Regions from separate parts of the Sus scrofa genome. Here region 2 is linked to region 1. Evidence: chromatin contacts called from public Hi-C data. All regions are on one chromosome and are shown on one strand. Each heading gives the region's core, a stretch centred on a gene start, on an enhancer-like site or on the middle of the called end of the contact. The rest is flanking DNA. Distances are from core to core; before and after follow the strand shown. Region 1 holds the start of SH3D19 (SH3 domain-containing protein 19). Region 2 holds the start of RPS3A (ribosomal protein S3A).

Region 1 (5,814 bases), core at 875-3,374:
ATGGAAAGTGGGCTTGAGCCAAACCTCGAAAGAAGAGTGTGGGTTCCTAAAGTGCTGCTTGAATGGGAAAGCCTGAACACTTTCAGCCCTTTGCAAACTAGGAATCTGAACAGTGGAGATCAACCCCAACAGCTTTGGGAGGTTGTGCTGCTGTCTGGGTTGGGGTTCCAATTGATTCTTAATCCTCTAAGGTTAAGTGACAAATATGCTTTCTCTTAAAGTTAATCAAAGACTTAAAACAACCCTAAAGGTCTAGAACCTTTTCTTCTTTCTAGCTTAATGTCGAGTTTTTCATATGTCTACCTATTTGACAGCTTATGCAGGAATAATAACGTTTACACTTGTGATTTGACCTCAATTCCACAAAATCAATTGTGGTTCTTATCTGCCCAAAAGCAGATAAGAAAGATTTTTCTTTGGCAGCAACCATTACTACTAAAAAAGTAAAGAGACAGTGCTCAGGTGTGGTTGGTGATTCTATTTTCAGTGACCCCTTTCTCCCTCTCTTTTTCTCTTACATGCTGAACATGAGGAGCCCTCACAGGCTCTCAAAAATAGACCAAGAAGCTGAAGATAAAGGCCTCTTCATTCCACCTGGGAGGTTCCCATGGCTTCATGTCCAGGCAATGTCTCTGCCTGCTGTTTGCACCTTTTTCTGAGATTTTTAGAATCTGCCTCTATCTGTATAAAAGTGTGTATGTGCACGTACTGAACCCAATATGTGTACTATTCAAACATATATAACAATTTTTTTTTTTTTTTTTTGGTGCCACACTTGTGGTGTATGAAGGCTCCCAGGCTAGGGGTCGAATCAGAGCTGCAGCTGCCACCCTACACCGCAGCTCACAGCAATGCCAGATCCTTAACCCATTGAGCAAGGCCAGGAATCAAACCTGCAAGTGGTTCCCAGTCGGACTGTTTCTGCTGCGCCATGACAGGAACTCCCATAATAAACTTTCTTACCCCATTCTTTTCAGCTTTAGCTAAGCGCTTCAAATGACAGCTTCTGACTCCAGAACAACTGCTCTGTCACTTCACTAAATTGCCTCTTTGCAAACAATGTTACCTGGCTCTTAAATACATCTTCTAGGGATGGTGGCCATTTCTAACCCTAAGTTAACTAGAATACGGCGAGGCCCGATTAAAAAAAAAAATATATGTATATATATGTGTGTGTGTATATGTATATATATGTGTGTGTGTATATATGTATATATATGTGTGTGTGTATATGTGTGTATATATATATGTATATATATATTTGTGTGTGTGTGTGTCTTTTTGCCATTTCTTGGGCACCTCCCGCGGCATATGGAGGTTCCCTGGCTAGGGATCTAATCCGAGCTGTAGCTGCCAGCCTAAGCCAGAGCAACGCAGGATCTGAGCCTCCGAGCCGCGTCTGCGACCTACACCACAGCTCACAGCAACGCCAGATCGTTAACCCACTGAGCAAGGCCAGGGATCGAACCTGCAACCTCATGGTTCCTAGTCGGATTCGTTAACCATTGCGCCACGATGGGAACTCCTTAAAAAAAAAAAAATTAAATTAGACTTTATATTTGGGGGTAATTTCAGGTTCACAGCAAAACTGAGCTGAAGACCGAGATTTTTCCACGACTCTTTGGCCCCCACGCACGTACAGCCTCTCCCACTATCAACATGCCCCGCAGAGTGGTACATTTGTTATAATTGATGGAATTAGTCTGACACATCACAACCACTGCAAGTCTGTCTTTCTCATTAGGGTTCACTTTTCTTCTTGTACATTCTATAGGTTTGAACAAATGTATAAGGGCATGTAGCCACCACTACAGTATGATACAGAGTAGTTTCACTGCCCTAAAAATTCTCTGTGCTTCGCCCAAATGCTCTGATTTAAAAGGGCAAAACGAGAGGGAAAGGTATACGTGCAACGTAGAGGCGCCAGCGAAGTTTGTTCCCAAGTTCAGAGGCTCCAGCGGCCCCATCTCCCCGAGCCCGGCTGCGGGGCCGGTTTCTCCTCCTCCTTTTGTTTAAGTGTCAAGCAAATGGGTTTCCTGTTGACACCGGAATATTGTGAAAGGGCAGGAAGAGGCCAGGCCACCTCCTCTCTGCCCCCTTCCTATCCCGTTTATTTATTTTGCACACGTTTGTTTTGGCGGCGCGGGTGGTTCCAGCGCGTGGGGCGGTGGGGCGGCCTCGGCGGCCAGTAACCCCTCCCCGAGGAGGCGAGGCCCGGCCAGAACCCGCCCGATCGCGGCTCCAGCTCTGTCGGGCGGGGAAGGGAGAGAGGAAGGGGGAAGCGAGTGGGAGAGCTAGCGCCGGGAGAAGGAGGCCGCCGGTGCGCGCCAGGAGGCGGGGTAACCGGCCCGGCCAGCGCCCGGCCGCTCCCGCGGGCTGCAGGTGGAGCCGCGGAGGTAACCGCTTCCGCCGCCGCCTCCGCCTCCTCCTCTCCTGGGCCGCCTCCCAGGTCGGGAGGCTGCTGGCGCGGGACGCCGGGAGCTGGCGGACGGCGCGCGGGGCCCGCAGCTCGCCGATGGCTGAGGGCCGGCGGCGGGAGGACGAGGACGAGGAGCTGCGCGAGCGCCGCGAGCTCGGGGGCCCGCGCCGCGCCCGGGGCCGTGCGCTCTCGGGCCACTCGGCCGCAGGTGAGGGGCGTGGGCAGCGCCAGGGGAACCCGGGGGGTCGGGGGGCCGCGCGGGTCCTGCCCCGGACACCGTCAGCTCCCCCACCCGCCCCGAGGGGACCGGCACCTTTAACTCTTGGAGGCGAGCGGGAGGGAGAATGGCTTTTCCATCCCCATCCTTGCTTTCGTGCCGAACCCGAGGAAATTCCGACCTGTGAGTGACCCTGCAGCCGAAACAACACATTTTCCCTTGCAAACCAAATCCAGGAGCGGCTGGCTTGGAACTTGCGGCCCCTGTGGTTACTTATCTCCGGATGAGTCAGAGGACGAAGGCTCTGGCTTCGGCCGTCTCGCTGGAGAATGCCCCCTCCCGATCGGTTTCCCTGCGCTGTCGCAGCTGGGTCGAACCACGTGTTTAGTCCAGTCGGGTTTCGGTGCCTCTTGAACTTTGGACCTGTGACAGTCCACCTAACCCTTAATCGCCGGAGCTCACCAGTTTTCTACAGGACTTGCTTTAGAGTTGTTTTGTGAGCCCGCTCCCCCCCCCCCAATATAGATAGCATCCCAAAAGGGGGTTCATTTAGGCTGAGAATCATTTCTGGACCTATAACTACTTTTATGATCTTGTGTTTGGGGGGGTGCACAGAAGCGGCACGGATCAATAGTTTGGCACATAAATGGAAGAGTGAATTATGAATTAGCTCACATCCACACCCCTTCCCTTTTTCCGGGGCAGCTTTTCAGTTAGACACAATAGAGAGGAAATTCTTTGGGTTTTGGTTCCAACTGGATCAGCCAGTTATCTGAAAACAAGAGGGAAGAACAAGCTGAGAGAGATGACAACGAAAGGGAGATAGAGATGTGAGAAAGATTCAGATGTGAACGTTCATTACCGCCTCTTTTAAAGGGGAATATAGCAAAGGTTCCAATAAGCCATGGAGAAACTTTTCTATGTGGATCCCTTAACCTAAGAGAAAGTTGTAGAACTGAAAGAAGATAATGGGTAGAAATCAAGGGTAGAAGATGGGATGAAAGGAAAGAGTTTGAGTGGAACATCTTCGAAGAGATAGTCAATTTGATGCCTCTGGTAGGATTTTGGAGCCTTAAAAAAATAATTCCTTTTGCCCATTACTCTTTCCAACAAAAGAAGGCATTTGACTGTCCACAAAAACAACCACCATTTTGAAGCTAATTGTTAGTTTTGTTCAGTATTAACCCAGACCTAATGAAATAATGGGTACTTGCTGGATATGAGTAAATAATTGTTTTAATAGTACAATGAAAATACAAAGATGTTCCTCCGTAATATCCTCTTTGTATAGTCACTGATTTAAATATACCTTGGACTCCTCTATTTCCCTCCAGCAAAAAGTTTCGCTTACTGTACTGTGAAGAACTGTGCCTGAGGTCAGACTAGACATGATCCAGATATATGTTTATAATTTAGTTGCAATATGTGTATTTATTACAAGGTTGGTGGAAATGGCCTTTTGTGACTTTTTTTTTTTTTTTTTTTTTTTACCAGTTCCTTAGTTTCCCAAGGCTAGCAGAGCTTTTCTATGTTCCGTGATAATATTTTGCTGAGACATGACCTAGTGCACTTTGCACTCAGAGATTGGTGCTTGCAATTTCTAACCATTGCATATACCCTGTCTCTATGAAGGGCTGAGAGCCAGAGGTAGTGTGGAGTAGGTGGAGGGTTAAACTTGCCCTTATTGGTCCACTTTCTTTTGAGATACATTATTTAATTGTTTACATTTCTTTGCAAGCTGTGCTCCTCCTTCTCAGTGGTTCCCTTGGTTTTCAGACTCCATCGCATTCCTTACCAAGCTTGGGCATCTGTTAGTTGTGTTTGTGCTCCATTTCTGTCTCCAAGTGAGAGAGTACGAACTGACCCAGAGGCTTAAATTTCCTTCTTTTGAAGGTGTTCCTAATCTTTCACCTTTTCTGTTCTCATCTGCTCCCTCCTTCTGCCTCCACTTCACAATCTAAAGATTTTCTTTTTCTTTGATCTCACATAGCTTGACACCATAAACTTAGGGTTCGTGGACTTCAGGGAATCTGGGAGCACCTTCTCTTCCTGCTGCATTTAGGTGTGGTTGTGGAAATGTGTTTATTTATTTTGCAATGTACATTCAGAAGAGTGTATAAAACCTGTAAATTATAAAGTGAAACCCTTGTTACCGGGACCCAAGTTGAGAAATAGAATATTATCATTTCCCAGAAGCAAATGTCAATCCCTTTCATCATGGCCTTGTGCTTCCCTTTGAGGGAACCACTTTTTTTCCCTTGCTTTTCTGCACAGTTTCATCTATCCAGTTTTACCTTTATGCGCCTGCAGACATATGTGCATCTCTATATATTATTTGGTTTTATCTATTTTACAACTTCATATAAGTTGAACCATCCTGGATATATTCTTTAGTGTCATGCTTTTTTTCACTTGATATTAAATTTGTAAAATGGATCTATCTTGTTACATGCCGCTGTAATTTCTTTTCATTGTATTACTATATCATCATATGTTCTGCTTATCATTTTTAATGGATTTGTTGGAGTTCTTTATTTGCACAAGACTCTCAGCTTTTGTTGGTTGCATGTGGTCCAAAATCTTCCAGTCTGTGGTTTATTTTTTTAAAAATTTTTATGGTTTCTTTTGATGTGGAAATTCTTAATTTTATCGTAGGTGTGTTTATGAATCGTCTTCTTTTAGTTAATATCCCTCCACCTCTCACTGTGCCCCTTGGTTAAGAATGCTTTTCCTACCCCAAGGTCATGAAGATAACTGTGGAAGGACAAATATAATTTCTCTGATGTATTTTGAGTAAAATAACTAATATTATCAGTATGAGGTCACAGAATAAAATTTGTTGTGATCTCTGTTGAACCAGGTGCTTCTTATGTGTCATCTTCTGTGAGGTAGGTATTGTTTTCTTGATTTTATAATTGAAAAGATTGAGGCTAAGAAATATCTTTTTTCTTTTTATGGTGGTACCTGTAGGATATGGAAGTTCCCAGGCCAGGGGTCCAGGGGTGGCTCTGAGCGGCAGCTGCTGGCCTACTCTACAGCTTGCAGCAAGGCGAGATCCTTAATCCACTGAGCGAGGCCAGGTATCAAACCCACATCCTCACAGAGACTATATCAGGTTCTTAACCCTCTGACCCACACAGGAACTCTAGGACTCAGAAATATTTAAGCATCTTGCCCA
Region 2 (5,951 bases), core at 891-3,390, 200 kb after region 1:
TGTAACGGTAGAATCAAAATGTATCATATGGGACCGAAACATTTTGTCATCATTCATTCCCACATAGAAAATATCCCCAAAGGGGATGGTTAACAGGACACATCTGAACAAATGTAACTAATCCCTGTAGTAATACTAACAGGTACAAGTGCTTTCTGTGTCAAGCTCTGTATAAGCATGTTTGCATGGATCTTTTACTTATCCTCATTAACTCTCACCTTATGGTAACACTCTCACCAACATTTTACAGATTAAGAAAACCAAGGCTTAGCAAGCTTTAAGTTACCTTCCAGAAAGAATAACTGGAGAAAGGAACCAAGATTTCAACCCCACACCAGAGACTCTGTCACACCCATTACAGCAAAACAGGTAATCAAACAAAACTAGCCCAATCCACCCTTTCCCAATAAAATTCTCTAAAATTCGCTAGACTTTGAGGTCCAGAGGTACTCTGAAGACAGGCAAAACTAAAACGGCAAACCTGCACCTAGACGTTCTTCAACCAGCTACTAATCCATGCACCAGGGCTGTGAGATGAATTCAATTTACACAGGTAATTTACACAACCTCACTGTTGTTGATCAAGTTCAAGTGCCAATCCCAGAATCCACTCAATAACAGGACTTAAAATGAAATCTAAACCTCAACACCTTTCTGACCTTAAACCACAACATCTTTGGTCACAAACACCACAGGACCACTCAACTTCTGTTCTCACCTGCCATTTTTTGACCATTGAGCACATCTTGTCACGGGTAAGATCCATGCCGTGGAAGTTGGTCAAGCAGTTTTTGCCCTGAACATCCTCAGTAATCAGCTTGAATTTTCTAAATGCAACTTCATCATTCTGCAGATCAGCAAGGCTCACTTCAAACACACGACCCTTGAGGCCATCAGATGCAATTTCTATAAAAACAACAATCGTGTTAACGTTAGAAAACATATTAAGGCAAGAAAGATAAATTTCATGCATTAAACTTAAACTAATAATAAAGACATTAACTTTTGTTTACCAAATCCATATGGACACCAATGACTTACTGACTGCTCATTAGAAGCTCAAAAATACGAACATTTTTTGCTAATTCTAAAAGTACCACCTCGCTTCTCCAAGTGTTGTATTAAAAACAAGCCCTAAAGGGGCCAAAGTTGTCACCAATAGCTGACATTCCCTCACCGTATCCCACCACAGAAACAAGAGTAGACCGACATATTTTTCAATTTAAGAAAAATACAGACGAAAGAGATACTCACTGGTTCCTTGAGTTCTTGTGACCAGTGTTTTCCCAATATTTCTTATATTGAACATAGCTGGTGCTTTCACATCATACCAATCTTTCTTAGAAAATGGGTCAACCCTGGATTTAAAAAAATGCTTAGGTTTTATCGCAGATAACGTAATTCGTTTTAAGCCTCCCTCAGTTTTTGTTCTAATTACTTTAAAAAACCTAGCTCTTCCCACTATATCTATTTCACTGAGCAGATGTGACACTCTGGCAAGTAAATTATGCCCCAAACACTCTCCACCCCTATCGGTCCTTCCACTATACTGACTGCATTACCTCCAAACAACTTGCACGTCTCTTCAACCTTATTGGCACATTAAGACACATACTAGTAACCTAGGCTCTTTAAGGCCTCATGCTAGCTTACGAGATCCCAGGTTCCACCTGGCCATAGCAAGGGAGGGGTGCAGCGTCCCGGGTGGACAAAAAGTTGCGTTGACAAGTCCGGCTTTTGGAGGGGCACTGATTACTCGTAGAATTTACGAGACCCGTAAGCCCACAGTAAGGAACATGCCAGGCCAGAGACGCAGCGGCACTCCCGACTCAAAAGCGGTGCGCATGAGGTCCAGAGGGCCAGCGGAAAAGCAGCCGGACCGCCGCAAAAAAACACCCAGATCCGCCACGCTCCAGTTCGGGAGTTTACTAACCCGGCACGACCCGCGCAATCCAACTAACATCCTCGCCATCCGGCCCACATCGCGATCCAGAACCCGCCCGCCGACTCCAGCAGAGCCCCTAGAAGCGGGGTGCCACGACAGCTGTCACTTACACTTTCTTCTTGGCTCCCTTTTTGCCGCCTTTCGTAAGGCGCTTATTCTTGCCAACCGCCATGGTGCTGCACAGAGAGCCAAAAGGGCGGAAGTATCACTCGCGCGAGAACTTAGGCGTGCGGGGCGGGACGTGCCGTTTACGTGACCTTTGATCTTACGTTTTCCGGCCTTCAGAACTGGGAGAGTCACGTCTCCGACTGTAGCTGCGACTGCGCCCTCGCCTGTGGGGAGGCTGCGTAGCAGGCCACTGGTCGCCGGCTGGGCGCTCCTGAGGCCCTGGCGCAGGCGGCCTGAGGTGCCTCGTGTTGGTGGACGGGGGTTTCTGTGGCCCTGACGCCCTGAAGTGAGTTTTCGTGGAAGAGGACGCCCATTCCACATCTTTCAAAGCCGAAGTCACCGTCTCACCTTCAAGCCTGTTGTCTTCTCAGGAGCGTGGGATTTGGGAGTAGATAGCATGTCTAGGTTCCTTTGCTAGTTACAGTAATATTTAGCCCTGTTGACCTGTCTGTGCTGCGATTTCCTGGTATTTAAAGTGGAGGCCAAAAAGAAAAGTGGAGGCAGAGTAGTTTTGCTCTGGCGCAGAGGGTTAAGGATCCAGCGTTATCTCTGGACGCAGGTTCGATTCCCTCCCCACCCCCACTCCCACGGCCCAGCGCAGTGGGTTAAGGTCTGGCGTTGCCCACCTATGTGACTCGGGTCACAGCTTCGGCTGCAATCCCACCCCTGGCAGGGGAATTTCCACATGACACTGGGTGCGGCCATAAAAATAATAATAATATGAGACATGAAATGGAGGCAAGGAGTTACTTGGTGGCACAGCAGATTGAGGATCTGGCGTTGTCACTGCTGTGGCCAGGGTTGCTGCCGTGGTGTGGGTTCAATTCCTGACTGAGAACTTTTGCATGCAGCGGGCGTGGCCAAAAAAAGTAAACAAAATAGAGGCAGTAAAACTAGTAGGGGTAAATAAGTGTAACTTCGGGGGTATTGGATATTGTATGTTGATATGGAAGCTGGTTAGTGGAGTATGTTCGCTTTGTGAATTTGAATCTAAAGCTGTACACTTCTGTGCGTACTTTTCTTTTTTGTTCTTGTTTTTTGTTTTAGGGCCGCGCATATGGAAGTTCCCAGGCTAGGGGTGTAATCGCCTACACCACAGCCACAGCAACTGATGGGGCTGCATCAGAAACTTAGACTGAAGCCTGCCACAGCAACTTGCTGCTCCTTAACCCACTGAGCAAGGCCAGGGATCGAACCCACTTCCTCATTGATACTATTCCGGTTTTTAATGCACTGAACCACAAAAGGAACTCACTTTGGGTACTTTTCTATTTTTTTTTTTTTTTTTTGAGTTGTGCCAATTTCTGCTATACAGCGAAGTGACTCAGTCATACATATATATACATTCTTTTTTTAATATATATTATTTTCCATAATGGTCTGTCCTAGGAGATTGGACAGAAGTTCCCTGTGCTGTACAGTAAGACCTCATTGCCCATCCATTCTAAATATAATAGTTTGCATCTACTAACCCCAAACTCTCAGTCCATCCTGCTCCCTCCCCTCTCCCCCTTGGCATCTACAGGTCTGTTCTCTATGTCTGTGAGGCTGTCTATTCTGCAGGTAGGATCATTTGTACCATATTTTATTTAGTTTTCACCTATAAGCGTTATCATACAATATTTGTCCTCTTTCTGACTTACTTCACTTTATGATGATGTCTAGTTACATTCTTTAAGTTTCTTATGCACTGATTACAAGTTTTTATGAAAAAATAGAGTGAGTTCTTCTTGTGGTTTCCCTGAGGGACTATGATTCCAGTGTTCCCATATAGTTTGATTTTTCAAAACAAGGTGTTTTTTTAATTGCAGAGGATAACGAAATACATCCTGGCTAGGTGTAGCCTGCGAGTTTCAAGGGTGCAGTCCCTGGAAAGCTGCCTCATACGGGCTTGGTTCTCAGCCAGTGGTATGTTGCGTTCCCTTCTCTAACTTCCCGTTGGCAAAAAAACCCCGGACCAAGCCAGAAACCTACTCCCACTCACGTCACTCCCACAAGCCTTTAAGTGCTTTAATCTCTTCCAGTCCTTCTAGCCTCCATCCCTTACATGCTCACTTTCTAAAACAATCTTCCTAAGTCTCCAATCCTATCCCCAAATCTTTCAATTCCATTCATCTCAGTTGCTTATAGGATAAAGTCATAGTTCTTATTTCACACAATATCAACATACCTGACACTGCTGAGCTGTACAGATAAAAATGGTTAAAATGGCAAATTTTATGTTATGTATTTTTTGTCACAATTCTTTTTCTAAAAATATCAAAGTCCTGGAGTTCCCGCTGTGGTGCAACAGGATCAGTGGCACCTCTGTCGAACCAGACACAGGTTCAATCCCAGTCTGGCACAGTGAGTTAAAGGATCCAGCACTACTGCAGCTGTGGTGTAGCTGGCAACTGAAGCTCAGATCTGATCCCTGACCCAGGAACTCCATATGCTGAGGGGAGGCTGAAAAAGAAAAAAAAAAAGTTCTTAGCTGAGAATCCAAAACCTTTTATCTTCAGTTACCGCCCCTTTCATCCTCACATTATCTTAGTCTTTATTGGTTACCCCAACTCCTGGCCATCTAGAACCATTTAAAATTCCTTGGACTAAGTTTTCTTTTGCCTCCATTCCTTTTCCCTCACCAGCAGGCAAATACCTGTGCAATTTCAAGACAGCTCAGCTTCATTTCCTTTTCTTTTTTTCTTTTTTTTTTTCTTTTGGCTGCTCCCATAGCAGCAGAAGTTCCTGGGCGAGGGACTGACCCTGCCTCACAGCAGTGACCCGGTCACTGCAGTGACAATGCTGGATACTTAACCCGCTGTGCCACAGGGGAACTCCTCAGCTTCATTTCTTCTCTAAGAGTTTGATTCCTTAGGCAAACAGGCTTTCCCTCACACCTGCTCCCAGAAGACCTAAAACTACTTGTTAGTAACTATTGATTAAACGTGTCCCTTTCTCATTGTAAGCAAGGGGGCCCACAGTGCAGTCATTTTCTTATTTGTGTCCATTTCTTAGCACATAATGGACCCTAATAATACTCATTGGATCAGTAACTAATGGTAGACAACATTGGTGTGTTCCCAATCTTTTGAACTTAATGGATCAGTCTAGCTTTTCAAAATAATTTTGGGAATCAACATGATCGCAATTTTAAAATCTCACCAATCTATATAGCAAAACCAAAAAAAAGCTGCTGTTTTCTATTAGCATCATTTCATTTTAAAATTATACTTTGATTCCCGAAATAAAAATAAAGAACATATCCTCTAAAAAGACAGTCCCTTTTTTTTTTTTTTCTTTTTCTTTTTCAGCTGCACCCAAGGCTATGGAAGTTCCCAGAGATCAATTCCTAGTCACAGCTGTGACCTTTGCCAAATCTGCTGCAATGCTGGGTCCTTAACTCACTGTGCTGGGCCGGGGATTGAACCAGCAACACCACAGAATCGAGCTGGATTATTAATCCACTCTGACACAGTGGGAACTCCCAAAAAGTCAGTCCTTTTAAATAAATAAATTAGCTTTATGAAAAACTCTATAAACCTTATTTTTCTTGTCTCATAGCAGATTATTGAATACTAGTGACCAGTGGAAATCAGTGAGTCCTTCCAAATATAACATTGAGTCTAATAAATTCTGTTTTAATTCTATACTTATAGTTTCCTTGACTGAGTTTACTTCATAGGGGCCAATTCACTAGTTTAAAATTTTCCAAATGGAAAATTTATACAAGTTCCCATTGTGGTGCAGTGGAAATGAATCCAACTAGGAACCATGAGGTGGCAGGTTCAATCCCTGGCCTTGCTCAGTGGGTTAAAGATCTGGCGTTGGCGTGAGCTGTAGTGTAGTTCTCAGAGGC

The links. A called contact is a pair of places that touch in the nucleus more often than the background predicts.
Region 2: a Hi-C map of liver shows a contact between it and region 1, with 2.5 times the contacts expected there. The contact joins the promoter of RPS3A here to the promoter of SH3D19 in region 1. A contact is called at or near these places in 2 of 47 Hi-C or Micro-C datasets (liver and skeletal muscle) and 1 of 2 datasets of contacts at active chromatin or transcription factors (alveolar macrophages).

What each region holds. Positions count from the first base shown.
Region 1 is chr8:77,687,269-77,693,082 of Sscrofa11.1, forward strand. SH3D19 (SH3 domain-containing protein 19) reads left to right here and starts at 2,125. Exons shown (of 21, transcript XM_021100631.1): 1 at 2,125-2,627. It overlaps LOC102161916 (a long non-coding RNA gene), which reads right to left and starts at 3,291. Exons shown (of 3, transcript XR_304957.3): 1 at 2,818-3,291; 2 at 1,469-1,525.
Region 2 is chr8:77,891,600-77,897,550 of Sscrofa11.1, forward strand. It overlaps RPS3A (ribosomal protein S3A), which reads right to left and starts at 2,141. Exons shown (of 6, transcript NM_001137619.1): 1 at 2,056-2,141; 2 at 1,255-1,358; 3 at 719-906. The coding sequence starts at 2,117.